Regions from separate parts of the Rattus norvegicus genome. Here region 2 is linked to region 1. The links are chromatin contacts, called in public Hi-C maps. All regions are on one chromosome and are shown on one strand. Each heading gives the region's core, a stretch centred on a gene start, on an enhancer-like site or on the middle of the called end of the contact. The rest is flanking DNA. Distances are from core to core; before and after follow the strand shown. Region 1 overlaps Fam184a (family with sequence similarity 184, member A). Region 2 has its middle 58 kb from the start of Fam184a.

What was found. Hi-C and Micro-C count contacts between places; a contact is called where the count stands out from the background.
Region 2: a Hi-C map of liver shows a contact between it and region 1, with 10 times the contacts expected there. The contact joins two enhancer-like sites. A contact is called at or near these places in 12 of 12 Hi-C or Micro-C datasets (the A7r5 cell line, the Rat2 cell line, Schwann cells and 7 more) and 1 of 1 datasets of contacts at active chromatin or transcription factors (oligodendrocytes).

What each region holds. Positions count from the first base shown.
Region 1 is chr20:33,480,952-33,488,744 of GRCr8, reverse strand. It overlaps Fam184a (family with sequence similarity 184, member A), which reads left to right. Exons shown (of 18, transcript NM_001427095.1): 15 at 3,606-3,723; 16 at 6,358-6,462. Among named protein-coding and RNA genes, the nearest start is that of Mcm9, 13 kb to the right of the region's middle. Within about 2 kb of position 2,989, at least 1 of the 93 cell types and tissues checked has an H3K27ac peak or open chromatin away from gene starts, as enhancers often do.
Region 2 is chr20:33,653,322-33,661,114 of GRCr8, reverse strand. No RefSeq gene overlaps it. Among named protein-coding and RNA genes, the nearest start is that of Fam184a, 58 kb to the right of the region's middle. Within about 2 kb of position 2,789, at least 7 of the 93 cell types and tissues checked have an H3K27ac peak or open chromatin away from gene starts, as enhancers often do.

The sequences.
Region 1 (7,793 bases), core at 1,740-4,239:
AATTACTAGAGAGCCAAGAAAGGACTGTAGAGGTCCATGAGTCAGCTTGTGGACCAGAGCCTTGTGCTGAGGAAACCCTGGAGTAGCCGGAAGCTTCTCTTCTCCCTTCTGCTCCAACTCCTGTTGAACTCCTGGGGAGAATGGGGAACAGGTTTAAAGCCATGTAGAAATAGTGCCAGAGCCTTGGTGTCTTTGAAATGACTCTTAGAAATTGTACTCGCTAGTGCTGATATTCAGATCCTCCTAGTGCTTCGTGGAAATTTGATTGTCTTACTATTGTCTTCTTTTGCCCAAAAGAACCTTACATTAGCCAGGTCTAGTGGTGCATGCCTTTGATCCCAGAGCTGGGGAGGCAGAGGCAGGTGGATCTCTATGAATTCGAGGCCAGCCTGGTCTACAAGATAAGTTTCAGGCCAGCTATGGATGTTACACAGAGAAACCCAGTCTCAAAACACCACCAACACAAACAAAAACAAACAAAAACCTTGCATCTAATTTTTAAATGTCTTGAATTTCATTTGTTTTAAAAACAAGCAAGGCCTAGAACATGTCAGTGTTAAGTGCTTCCGTGGCAAGCACACGACACTGGTCTGACTGCTAAGACCCCGAAAGGGGGGAAAAACCCGACATGATAATCAATGAGAGAACAGGCTACTCAAGTTTGCCTAACTGACATTTTCTATAGGTAAAGAAAATTTAAGTGAAATAAAAACTGTCCCAGTAGCTTGGGGTCCAGAGATATTTATTGTATAAGAAGCAATTAGTGTTTTTTGTGGGTTTGTTATTTGTTGTTTTTGAAACAGGGCCTCCAGTGGTCCATGATGCCTTGAATCCTTGCTTTCCCCACCCGTCCCTACATCCCAAGTGTTGAGATTACAGATGTGCATTACTCCGCCTGCCCAGAGAGGTTTTTTTTTTTTTTTTAATTTCTTAGGTTTACTTTAAACTAGTACCTCAGGAACAAAAAATCATTTGTTTATGAGAGAAATGTCAGTTCTGCACATGGACATTAGGTAGACCAGCAATTCCTAACTAAACAGATGTACTCTGCCATGCTAGAATTGCTGTTTTGAATTCTTAACCTCTAAAACTCCGATGATTTAGTAGTTGTTTGTTCTTTTGGTTTTTTGTTTGTGTTTTGTTTTCTTTTGTTTAACTTACCATTCAGGCTATTTTCAGAAGCATTGAGGACATCTAGAAGTAGTAGTGGTCTTGTTAACACAAATCAAAGTCTGCTTGAAAGTTATAGGAGAAGTCCAACAGTAAAATGTTTCAGTTCTCTATTTTACTTCTATGTAACAGAATTCATAAAATGTCATTTCCGGGCCACGTGTGTCCTGGTGATGCTGCTGTTCAGGTCTGCAGTCTCTAGTCATTGACTGTCTTGTCAGATGGGTCTCATAAGGCATCATGAGGTAGGCGATAACGTAGGAAATCTCTCTGCATAGTTTAATATAGGACTGCGTTGTTTAGGAGCTGTGGACAATTGACCTCTGCACACTACACACACACACACACACACACACACACACACACACACACACATATAACACACACACACATAACACACACACAACACACACACATAACACACACACAACACACACACACAACACACACACATAACACACACACATAACACACACACAACACACACACAACACACACACACATAACACACACACAACACACACACATAACACACACACATAACACACACACAACACACACACAACACAACACACACACACAACACACACACACAACACACACACATAACACACACACACAACACAACACACACACACAACACACACACATAACACACACACAACACAACACACACAACACAACACACACACACACACACACACACACACACACACGGGGTAGGGGGGAAGAGTGCTTGGCGAGAGTCCAACAGTAACCCCGATTGGCACTTCCAGATGTTCTGCTTCTCCTTTCTGTTCAACCTCTGTATTGTTTTAATGATAATCTGAAAAGTCAGTGGAAATAAAACCGGATTCCTGCTATCATATTAATGCTCACAGACCTGACTATTATGAATTCGGGTCAAAAGCATATTTCATAAAGGTCATTTGAGAAATATAGAACCAGCCTGGGGGGAGTGATGTACACCTTTATAATCCCAGCATTTAGGAGGCAGATGTAGGACTCCTGAACTCGGTTGAGTTTGAGGCCAGCCTGGTCTACAGAACTATTTCTAGGACAGCCAAGGCTATACAAAGAAACCCTGTCTTGCACACATACACACACACACACACACACACACATACACACACACCTGAGCACTCCTCCCCTCAGTCTCTTAGTCTTTGCCCTAAGCCTTTTAGAAGCACAGCTGGTGCTGGTGTAGTGAGCGGCCCAGACAGCTGTGGAAAACCATTGACTAAAGTTGTCTTGAAGTGGATGTGGGAATGGCACCAAGTCCTTCCTACTAGAAGTCTGAATGAGATCCCTGGATATTTCTAAGTTCCACCTGGTTCATAACGGCCTCTTGTCTCTCCTTTAATGCTTTCCTATCTGTACTTAGATCGCTTCTTGTCAACACTGGGTCTTTATTATTATCTAGTTTTTATTAACATTGTTGCTGATGGAAAGGTTTTGTGGTGAGAATTAGCTTCTGATGAAGGAGGTAAAAAATGTTTCAGCCAGCTCAGTGCAGCAGTGAACCCTTTGATCCCGGTACTTGGAAGGCAGAGGCAGTAAAGCTCTGAGGGAAGACCAGCGAGCAGGAGAGAGCTTTCCAGTACAACAAAAGGAGATTCCCAAACTAGAGATGATTACTTTAGGTTCAGTTTACTCTGTTTGATTGACTTGTTCATTGTCCTGCAATGAAAACAAATAAGGCTTTCCATCCCGGGTGGGTTTGGCTACAAGTTCTGTCAGCTGTTCTTACAGTCAGTCCTAAGTAGTAGCTCCCGGTCCATGTGTCTTCTAACCACAAAGGCAGCTCTCTAGTGACATCTTGTGGCTACCTCAGCACATTGCCCTTAAACTTTTTTTGTTTCTTTCTCCCTTAGTATATTCTTCCCAGTGTGTGCATAACTACACTGCACTGTATATAAATACCACTGGATAAGTTGGCCTACAGGAAAACGTGATTATTTTCTTCCCTGATGAGCCTTGAACAATGTGTCCTTATGGATTGAGAATGTAGGATTTAAAAGTGTGTTCCCTACAAACTAAGATGAGGGGTGTCCTTCATGTGTGTCTTCTGCTCCCCCTTCCTTGGTATCTTTCTCTTGTTCCTTATATATGTTATGTGGGTCACCACACAGCTCTGTGTTTCCGGGAATCACCCCAATAGTACCCGACCTGAGTTTGTGGAGTTTGTGTCATCTGGCTTCTCAGCTCCTTAGAAGCTCACCTCCCCTCCTTCACACACGACCTAACGTAGATAAGTCCTCCCAGACATGACCCATGGAGCACTTAATGGCTCTCCAGGCAATCCCATGATCATACTCGCAAGTCTGATGGTAAATCTGTGCGTGTTTAACTGGACTGATTGAAGGATGTAGGTATTTCTTACAGCAGGATGTTGTCTGGGTTGTATTGGTGAGATAAAGTTTTCTTGTTTGTAGACTAGAAGATATGGAGGAGAAGTATCTAATGAGAGAATCGAGGCCAGAAGACCTACAGATGATTGCAGAGCTAAAATCCCTGCTTACAGAACGAGACCAGGTCATAAAGAAACTCATTGTAAGATATTCTGTTTTCAGTTCAACCGTATTAGCAATCAATAGACAATGGGAAAGTATTTTTGAATAATGCTAAATGAAAATGGAAAGTAAAATCTGTGTTTTGTGGTTGTGTTTATTAAACTATAATTTCAAATTTAAATTTCGCATTAGAATAAGGGAATTTTACCGTTTTCAGTGTTTTTATTGAAATAATTAGTTTTAACTCATATTAAATTTTTAAAGCCAAGTCTTCACCACTTAATAGTCAACATCCTTTTGGTGCATACAAGGATGTGGGATTGTACGTACAGTATGAGAACTAAGAACAATCTGTTAACGTGGCCATGCATTAGACTGCACTGTCAACTTACAGATTAGTTCCCCCTTTCTGCTTGTTGGTTGCTTTTTTGTTTGTTTTCTGTTTTGTTTTGCTTTTTGAGATAGTTATGCCATGGAGCCCTTAAAACTCACAGCAACTCTCCTGCCCCAGTCTCTGAAGGGCTAGGATTACAGGCAGGTGTCACCATACTTGGCTCAAATGAATCATGTTAATCACCGACCACTGATCCTGAGAGATACTGAGCCATCCGAGTGCCAGGGAGGCTGGGGTGGCTTGACTTTGAGGCCAGCCTGAGCATCATGTCAAATTCCAGAGCATCTTGCGATACATAGCAAGAACCTGTGTCAAGGTCGAAAGCAAACAAGCAGAGAGCAGGGTTTTGTGGTCTCGCCTAGGAAGAGCTGTGCTCTATCAAGGGAGTCAGGGGGCTCAGCTCAGAAGTCCACTGGTGAAAAGAGACAGCAAACACTCTGTCTTCATTAGAACCATTGTTACTTGAGAATAAAAAACTATACAAATGTTTGAAAATTTATAAAAATGTCTCAGAATTTTCTAAAATGCTGTACCCTGGTCAGTAACTCGGGTGCTGCTGTTCACTGTCACTAATTAGTGAAAGTCTCTGGTAGTGAAAGGGAAAACATCTACATGTCCCTCAATTGCTTTAATTACAATCTTTGGATATTAGCATGTAACAGTATAAGACAAATATTCCGACATCCTCTAAAACTTATTTTTACGATTTAGAAAATCCCATCTGTTTTCAAGACTGGGAAGTTCTTTTTGAAACTTAGGAAGTTCCTTTTGAAACCTCCAGGGTGGCTTGGGCTTCTTAGAGGGAGCACAGGAGGAGGCTGTACCATTTCCTGTGGCTTGCAGTCTGCTAAGCTCCCCGTTTTCCAAGGCTGGGACATAGGAGCACAGCCCTACCCAACAGCAGCAGACTCATGGAAGACTGCAGTTTCATTTATAAACTGGGCAAGCATAGCAAGTGTATTCACGTGTGGCCGACAATAGCTATTTATTCTTCCCGGTACTACCGGGAATGTTACAGATACAATTGCATTTATCCTCGTCAGCGGGCAGATCCAATATTGTAGCCAGGGGCAGTTCCACACTCTTTCTACAACAGCGTGGTTCCCTGACCCTCAAGAGGCATGCGGGGCAAGACCTGTAACTTAAATGAGAGGCGGTGGGAGTGAAGAGAGTTAGGGTCCTCTCTCCTAAGTTACACTAGAATCAAGGCCAGTCTGAGCACAGCCATCAGACTCACCCACACTGCTTTATCTGCTGTGGCCTTCCCAGTCTGTCTGTTAAATTAATTAACACATCTTACTTATTTCTCAAAAAAGAAAAGTTTTATCTCTGTAAGGATCATTTGCTATCACTATCTCAAAGAAAACACCAGAAGAGATCAAATCCATTTTCAGGAACTGGAGGAGAATAATACACAGTAGTGTCATATTTATACATGGAAAGCAGCCAAACATGTAGGTTACAAAAACTCTCAGGTCAGCGTCTGGCTCGGGCAGTCCTAACACAGTGCGCTTGGTTACCCACTGCCAACAAGCCAATTAAACAAGTAATATCGAAAAGTAGACAAAGGAAATGTGTCACATGAGTCCACAGTGAGAAGAAGTAGAAATGAGTCCCCTGACCCTCTCCCTTGAAGCCCGGTGCCCATCTTTGGGGTCCTGAGATGAGGTGGATGTTTAAATGCCAGACAAGAGATAGGCATAACTCAGTGTAATAGTCCTGGCCAAGATGTGGTCTTGCCCATCCTCATTGTCTTGGCTCTAGCCTCTCCTTCAAGGCAATGTGACAACCTGTCAGGACTGTCTGGCACCTCTGCTTTTCCCTTCTCTGAGCCATGACATGTGGGGAAATTCCAATTGGTTGGGAACCGTTGTTAGTTACAATATTCTGGTAGTCAGTAAAAGAGGCATGTGTCTCTTCAGTATTGCCTTCATTCCTGTCAGTACAGGTGCGTGTACACAGCACCTCGAGCACAAGTTAGACCCACTCAGATGCTACAGTAGGCACCACAAAGAGACAAGACATTAGTAGATCCTATAGACGGGAATGAAAGGGTAATAAAGGGTATGGTTCGGTGCCTAAGCCCAGGGTTTAAAAGGTACTAAAGCGTGACCTACTAGCTACATTTGAAACACTGGGACTCAAGCCTAGAGATGTTTAAACAAACTATATAAACCTTTATACTTCATTAGATTTTTAATGAAATGGCACTCACACATTTTAAGTTTGTAAATCTGTAATAGAAGATGTTGAAAGGATGTTTATAATTCTTTTGCATAGGAGGATAATAAATTTTACCAGCTGGAATTAGTCAATCGAGAAACTAACTTCAACAAAATATTTAACACAAGTCCTACTGTTGGTGTTATTAACCCATTGGCTAAGGTATGTGCTGTAGACAGTGTGACGTAGGGCTGTACTTAAAACCCGGAGGGAAATGGGCTCACGTGGGACAAAGCAGCATAAGGTTAAAGCTGCCCAAAATGTCTTCTGAAATATAATAACCTCCTGCTCAAGTTTATTACTTCTTCCTTTGTTCAATTCAGAATGAGCTACTCATTTATTGATAATTTAGATCCTTAAAATATTGTATTTGTATTGAAACACTTTGGCTCTACCGTTATGTTTTTCATATTCCTAAAGGAAAGGAAAGCCCTGATGCAAATTAAGTTACTGTCACTTCCTTGTTGAGCACAGTCCTCTGTGCAGTTCAGAAAGACTTCAGCCCTAGATGCCAAGCAGTTCTCTCCCACTCCAGCCTTCCGGCATAACAAAAAGTGATCCTGCAAATTTGTGAAAGTTCTTAACAATTTAGGCATGGCCCTTTCTGATTCTCTATTATTCTCTTAGAACAACTATGGGAAAGCCTTGAACTAAATCCGACTAACATTCATATATCATTGTTCCCCGCCCACCCAGCCCTAGTGTTTAGGCAGAGTGCACACACAATAAATGTGTTAAATTGTAAAACCTTATCATACTTTTTTAAGTCAAAATAAGCTATTCTGTAATTAAATCAAGTAATGAATACATAAGCGCATAAGCTGTTTTCACATGGATCATGAATTTCTTAGGAGAAATTAACAGTATAACAAAGTGTATGTTAAAGCTATTTTTAAATCCATATTTTATTATTTCACATTGTGCTGATTTCTGCCAGGCCCTTACCCAGAAATTTCATTTTCAAAGTTTATAGTTTCTCTGTTTAGAATTCCAAATTCACTCTTTCTTCATCAGTGCTCTGTACTTTGAACTTAATGTTTTGCAAATTAAAGAACTATGGCCCTGTCTTTAGAATTTCATAAAGAAAGCTTTCCATAAGTAATTGAATGGGTGGACAGAATTAATTTAATGCTGGGGTTTTGTTTTGGTATGATTTTTGAAACAGTCTCAGGTAGCCCAGGCTGTCCTTAAACTCACCCTGTAGCCAAGGCTGGCCTTGAACTGACTTTATAGCTAAGGCTGGCCTTGAACTCACCCTATAGCCCAGGCTGGCCTTGAACTACTGATGCTTCTGCCTCTACCTCCTAATTGCTTGGAGTTAGCTGTATGGTACCCACCTGGCTTTAGTTTTATTTTTGAAACTGATAATTAAGAATAGCATAGCTTTTAACTGGAAAACATTTTAAGACATATATAAAACATACATACTAGCTGTACTAATGGTGTATTAGACATACACACATGTCTTAGGAAACAAAGCATAACTAGAATTT
Region 2 (7,793 bases), core at 1,540-4,039, 170 kb before region 1:
TAGTGCAGATACACCCAACCATTGGACTGGAGTCAACCCCATAGGAAGACCAACAGTGTCAACTAACCTGGACCCCTGGGAGCTCTCAGAGGCTGAGTCACCAACAAGGTACCATAGACAGGCTGGTCCGAAGCCTCTGACAGATATGTAGCAGTTGACTGCCTGGTCTGGCCTCAGTGGGAGAAGATGTACTTAATCAGTATGTGCAGGGTGGGCATGGTGGGGAGCACACTCTTGAAGCCAAGGGGAAGGGGGAATGGGATAAGGAACTGTGGGAGGGGGAACTGGGGAACAATGACTGGAATGTAAATAAAATAATTTTTAAAAATAAACAAATAAATGCTAACTATTTACAAAAAAAAGCACTTTTGGGGAAAGCACATATCTGAGCATGCTCAGTTAGAAACTATGTTCTTAAGCACATTCAGTTTAAGGCCATATTTCAGGAAAGAAGTCAGTTGCATTCTAAGACATGCTGAATCCAAGTCTATAGATCACGTGTCTGGTCCAACTTTATATATATCACAAACATGAACTCATGGATAGGTCCAGATCCCATCGTAGTGAAGACTAACTGTGGTGCTTTGAGCACCTCTAGGCCTGTTTAGCTTTCTCTAAGAATTTTTAGCTGCGTAAAGGAAAAGATGCATTAGCTGAAGGAGCCTGCCCTCAAAAATACCTGCATAGTTTAGGAGCTCTCAGATCCTGTCCTTCTAGCTTCGGGCAGGAGGCAGAAGTCACTAGCACTCCACGTCGCCCCAACCTCTGTTCACACAGCAATCCATTCCTGCACCTCTTAGAAAGAGTAGCTGATATCATATAGCTTTTGGTTATCTTTGGTGTTTGTTTAAACAAATAAACAAGTTCATAATTTTCTACACTGCTGCAAGTTTTATACACAGGGACCGCCCAATGTTTCTTAAACTAGAGAGAGGGAAAGAGAGAGTTTATTATCAAATAAACTTCTGCATAAGTCAGTATCTCCATTTTTTTCCCTGCCTTTTACAGGAATTGAATGTGTTAAGCTCTCCCTCGTGACAATCCTGTAGCCTCTTTTCTTCATGTAATTCCAGTTCTTGTCTCTGGGCCAGTTTGCCAGATGTGTCTGACAGGATGGAAACATCTGTGGTCCACGGCAGCTGGATTGAGGGCATTTATTTTTGTTCTGTGCCTGTATAGAATACCACAGAACTCACTGGATCTCCTGTAAAAATTCTTGTTTCAGAACCAACGCCCTGTTTTCTGACTTCGGGGCTCCCTGAATTTCGACTTGTAGAGCTGGAAGTCTTCCTCAAAAGATAGTTTTGGATTCTTCCTCTGAGTAAATCACATGGATTCTAAATAATAATCGGGGTTGTTCAATTGGAAAAACACATGACTCATATTCTAAAGCCTGACAGTCTCCAGGTGTCCGTGGTTACGCTCGCTGAACCTCTGTGAGCGTCTGTTCTTACGTCCTGCTTTACAGAGTTAAAATGTTCAGTTGCTTTGGTCCTTCTTGGCCTTCCCATTTACCTGGCAGAGTGGGTTTTTACCAAAACAAAATCTCCACTAAGGTTCATCCAGGCTTCATCCCCGGCGCCGTGGGTCTTATGGACTAGAATGCGGACCTAAAAATCTATGGGTTTTGTCTTTTTTTAAAAACAACACCTTTTATGTTTAAATTATTTCTATAAACACAAAAATTCTCTTAAAATAGTTAACCTTTAATGAGAATAAGTTATAAAACAAAAAGTATTCTCCCAGTGTTTCTGGAGGTCAGTCCACTTTGAGAACCCTTGGGAACTTCTCTGTTACTGACAACAAATTAATCTTGTTGGCTGCAATGTCTAGTTCCTCTGGTTCCCTCTAGTGGAGAAGAATAAAATACACTAAAATACACTCGAAACCATTAAGTGTGAAATTGGATTAAAGCACAAAGACACAGTACGCATTCCAAAACCAGCAATGCGCCTTCCAGATAAATCACTCCGGACCCAGAATTTGTGGGAACGTCTTTCCCTATCTGCTTTCTAGGTAGACGCTACGAATGAAAGCCGTGCGCAGAACTGGCCCCGATGTCCTCAGTAGATCGCTATCTGCCCAGCCTGAGTCGCATCAGTAATTGTACTTTCCAAGCAGGGAGCAAACGAGGTCTTAGAACACGTTCATTTTATGTTGAATCCATATCGTCGGCTGTACTCGGCTCATCTTCTACAGAGAGGAGAAATTGAAAGGAAATTGAATCGGGTTGAATATATCCTGTGTTCAGGTCAAAAGCTGTAAAAATTCTAGAGATAGCATGGTAGAGGGCCGGGTGTACGGGAATGGCTGTCTGCTTTCTTGCCTGATTTAACTCCAGGCCTGGAATAGCTCAGCTATCTTCTGTGTGAGAGCTTTGGTCAAAATCCCCATTAAACTCGGAGATCAGTGCCAACCCTTCTGTTACAGAGGCTAGCAGTTTGGGACTGCCCGAGGAGAAAGCAGCATTAGCTGAGGACCTCTGAATGTTTTCCATGGGCTGTGGAAGGTCAGCCTCAGAATCAGCCATTGGATTTCTAGCTTAAACCCTTCATGAGCAGAGAGGGAAACAAGACACTGGAAAAACAGATGTGTTTTGTTTGAGAAGTTTATTCCCAGTGGACGACGATTCCATCCCAAAGGAGCAAGCATTCTAGTGTGATCTTTTTGACAGACCTTGAGAATGGACAGGCAGCAAATAGCACAACGGGGCAGCTGCATATTCAAGATACAGCCACAGTCGGCACTGCACTACGTGTAACGGGAGACGTGCGCATTGCTGTTGGGACACGCCTTGAGTCCAGCCTCGACATCTCGTTTAAATCTGCCTTCTCTCCATGACCACAGGGGACACTCTGTCCCTGGGAAATAGTTTCTTGGACTGTGAAAGAAGTACGCTATTAACGATGTTTCTCAAACTATAGCAAGGGTAACAGTTTTCCTGTCGATTTCTTCAAGCCACTCAACCTTCAAACTTTTCAGGATAGCTCGCTCTTCGATAAATATAAGGAAATAAACACAAAGGAAAGGGTAATGTTTATGTGTTAATAATAGTAAATAATAAAACATTAATATTGCATGTAAACTGTTCTTGCTTTAAAAACAGTAACTATTAACATACCCGTGTTGGTGACTGATTAACAAACCTGGCCCAACATAGACTGCAGCCGTTAGAAAACATTTCTGAAGACATAGCATAAGCTATTCCTACAGATGCAGCTGCTTGGTATGAATTAAAATGTCTGAATGTCTTGATCCAAGAACATTTATAAAAGTAGTGTATGGGCTCAGAAAGTAACAGTTGGTAGAGCGTTCTCATGGCATTCATGAAGCCATAAGCTTGATCCCCAGCACTTCCTAACTAAGGACGGTGCACTCCCCTGCAGTCCTAGCCAGGAGATGCAGCCGGGAAGATCAGAAGCTCAAGGTCACCTTCAACTACATGGCAAGTTCAAGGCCAGACTTGGACTCAGAAGACCCTGTAATGTAAAATATTAAATGTAAAAAGAATGATTTGTAGACCTTTTTTTCAAAGCATAGGAAAATTGGCTTAATTATAGTAAATGGTTTAAGTTTTCTGTAACTAAGAGTTCTAAAGAGACGTGTATCCCTGGAACTTGATGTAGAATTAGTTGAATTCTACATAATTTAGTAGAATTTAGCAGAACTGGTGCCTTTTCCTAGGGCCACAAGCTTCTCATTTTCATCAGATTCACAACCTCAAGAAAGCCAAATCCAATTGTTATGCTATGAAGATTCTGTAGCTGTAACCATTTGGAACATACAAATCAATAATGGTTACCCAAAGTACATTTAAGACATGAAATAAAACATTAGGAGTATAGTTCTCTTGAGCTCTTAGTTGGACAATTAGCTTGTTCATTACTTAACATCTCGTCAAGTATTATTAGACTTACCAGATGAGGAAAAAGATGTCTGCTATGAGCATAACTTCTTTCTTCCAGCTGTCGTCATTTAGATGACCCTAGTAAGCAGTGAATTCAGCATGGCTCAGTTCACTTCCACATAAAGCCATCGCCATCTTAATAGAGGATGAGAAGCCTTTTATACCCTCAGGTAAAACTTTACAAATAAATGTAGATTTTTTTAAAATTATAATTATAAATGACAAAAAGTGAAAGCCAACAGGCTAGTTACAATCATTGACTATATAAGTAATATATATAGTCAATATATATATATATTACTTATATAGTCAATGATTGCCCATTAAAAGATCAAACCCATCATTTCCAAGGCCAGTGCCATGACTGGAAAGAAGAGATTGCATGAGCAGTCTTGGATGGTGCCTATGTAGTGGAATGTATAGATGAATTTTGACGCTGCTATACATCAGATCTTGGCAACCCTCAGGTCTCTGTGTTGAAGGCCTGGTCCCTAGTGTGGCACTATGGGGAGATGCTGCAGTCTTTAGGGGGTTAGGGTATAGAGGAGGCCTTTGGGAGGTTGGAAGCGTAACCCTAAAAGGCACTGTGTGGCTGTCTCCCTTCGCCTCTCCTTTTTGATATCTTAACCAAAAGATGAGAAGATTTTCGTTCTGTCTTGTGCTCCCTGAATGTATTGCCACGTGTCCAGAGGAATGGAGCCAACCTATTTCAGACATGATCTCCAAACAGTGATCAATTTTTCACACTCTACAATAATTTTCTCAAGGATCTCCGCATTAACAGAACGCTAACGCAGACTGAGAGGTACTTTGTAAATGTTGGTTTCTAGACATTTAGCTAAACCTAGTTAAAGCTGTGACGGTGACCCCACTGCAATCGTAAGCATGCGGATAATGAAGTGGGATCAAACGCGGAGAGTTGAAGCATACCGGAAGTCAGATCGCTTATCCAGCATTCGCGAGGCCCTAGAGTCCAGCTCAGAACCTCAACCAGAAGGATGTTGATGGCGTAAACGGTGTACACTGTCTCAACATCAGAGTTTTGGAAAGTGAGTTTACTCTCACTAACCGAACAGTAGTTGAACTCCCTGCAGCCATTTTGTGGAAGCCAGGTCACCGGAGTCTTCTCTGGCTTCTCTCTAGCCAACAAGACGGCAAGTTCAGGGGCTTGGAAGATTGTATCGCTTGTGGGTCTACAAAGATGGTGAGAATACACACAAACAACGACCGGACCCCAAGGAGATGGCGTATACGTTCACACTTAGAAAAGAGTTGTGCTAAGATGGGCAAGTAGTCTACTAGAAAAGCATTGTAAACGGAAGTAGATTTGCTGAGCTTTACCACTGTGAGCAAGGCAGGTCCAGCATTTCATTGGTAGCTGAGGTCTCTATGCCTCTGTGAAAAATCTCTTTGTCTTATTCTCAACCCACTTAGCCTTCCGATGCTTTTAAGCCATAGTTAGCTTACACTTACATGCTGGAGAACCACTTCACGGAAAGCAAATAGCTCACAGGCTTGCACTGGAACGTCGGAACTCTCAAAATGTTTATAAACATAGGCGGGCTACTCCAGATCTTCCCACCTCACGGAGTGTTCTTAAATTCTGGTGCGTGTGGTTTCGAGGACTCTTTCAAATAGTTGGACATGGCCTTCGATGTGAACTCGCGTGCTAGTCACGTGGCCTTGGTTATAATCTTTCTAGTCTCCTACCGAGACAATACTCAGTCACCTCCTACCTGTTCCCACTGGGTGACACCTTGTCCAATTTCCCTAGAGTCTCTAAGAACTGCATGACACTTCTAATAAGCAAAGGTGACCATCTCCTTGAGAATTTTCCATTTTCCAAGGGGGGGGGGTCTAAATATTTAGACTGAAATCCAGAACATTTCTGACCTTATCTAACCTCAACTTACCCTCCTGGAAACCCCATCTTCAAGGTAAGCACAGCTTCAACGTAAAGAGTCATCATCTACCCTTGAAGACACAAGAAGTTCACTCTCCTATCAGCAGCCTGTTTCTGCTCTGGGCAGTGAGAGGTGTGAACCACAACCCCAACAGGAGGCTGCAAAAAGGAACTTCTGGTTGAGACTACTGAGGTGCTCAGTGAGGGCGGGGGCCACATGCCTTTCTGCTTCTATTCTCTCAACCTGCTGGATCTTCTGATACAGGGACACACACCGAAAAGAGAAAAATGACTGTATAAACCATCTCAAAATGAAACAGTTTCATAGGCATCCAGAGAATCAAAGATTTTAGGGAGTTATGACTTGATAGGTTCTGGAGTCACCTCTGGGAAGGCCCGTAAGGAATTATCTATATTAAGCTAGCCTCTAGGCATGGCTGAGAGGGATATGTTCATTGGGTTGATAGCGGTAATAAGACTCGCCTTAAGTCCATGGGCTGGAGTAAAAGGGGAATGTGAAGTAAGCACAAAGACACTGCTTCCTGCCCGGGTATGTAATGTGACCAGTTGCCTCATGTCCCTACCCTTATGCCTCCCTCCCAGTGCCCCTCCCCAGCCCCACTACCCAGTCCCACACCGCGAGCTTTCAAACTGTGGACCAAAATAAGCTCTTCCTTCCAGAAGCTGCTTTTATCGGGCATTTAATCTTTGCAGCGCGAGACAGACGATTTATACACATAAATGTTGTTCTTATGGATGTTTCGTGGAAATAAACATTAAACAGAATATATAAAGCTTTATGAGAGCTGAGGAAGAAGGGAAGCCGGCATACAAAGCCCTAAAGAAAGGATGCTCCAGGCAGAGGAGACTACGAGAACAGAGGCAACGGGGCTGCATAAAGCTTAGTCCAAGGAACTCTTAGCAGCCACCAGGCTCCAGCACAAGGCCACATAGGAGAATAACTTCCCTAGGCTAAGGTAGAAAAGGTGGAGGATCCCTCCCTCATGGTCAGGGAAGACCTACAAAGCCAAGATCCTGTGTCCTTGACCCAGGTGGCTCAACATCCACAGCCTTGCCACACCTCTCAGCTTAAGCACCTACCCCATCCCACCGTTGTTCTTCGTCCAGGTCTGTGACCCAAGAAAAGCCTATTCCCTCACATCCAGATCACGCACGGCTCTTGGTTTCCCCTCCTCTGTCCCGATTGGCTCAGCACCCTCCTCCAGTTCCCGCAACCTCGCTTCTGTGTTTCTGCGACTCAGTCCCTCCTTAGTCAAACCTCCCGACCAGTCAGTCGATCAAGTCTGGATGCCTCCTTGTCTTCTCACTGGGCTGGAATTGGACGCTCTCCGGTTCACACTGCTTTCTCTGCAACCCTTTCGAGTGGACCATTTTCTCTCACAGCCCACAGACTGAGGTGTGGAACTGGAGCAGGGATCTTACTGCTATTTCCGGGCTACTTTTCTTCTTCACCTACAGGCACCTATACTTTGAGCCTCTTTATCATTAGCTCAGACCACCCACCAACAGTCGTGATAGTTGTCATTTACCAACCTCCCGCTCATCTACCTGGTTTTCCAAAGGTTTATAGATCCTTAATTCCTTCCCCACTTCCCTGCATCAGACTTTCCCGTCTCATCCAATGATAACTCTTGGCCTTATTCTTGTAGCTCACTTCGATCCACGCGCCTCAACCAATCCACCAAGAATGGCTATTACCACCACCCTCAGATGCAGTCCCTAGAATATGACCCTCTCTCCACTCCACAGTTGCCTTCCCTCTCTCCCTAGATTACCACAGCAGCCTCAGAATACATCTTCCTGCTTGAGTATTCGCTTCCTACGGGTCTCTTTTTAAAAGCTGTTACATTATAACTATCTCAAGAGCTGACATCTTGGCGAAAGCTTTCTTTCTATTTTACTGAGTGAAAAGGCTAAAGCCCCAGGGCTGGCCTACTTAACTTGAGACTTCCTGGCCCCAGG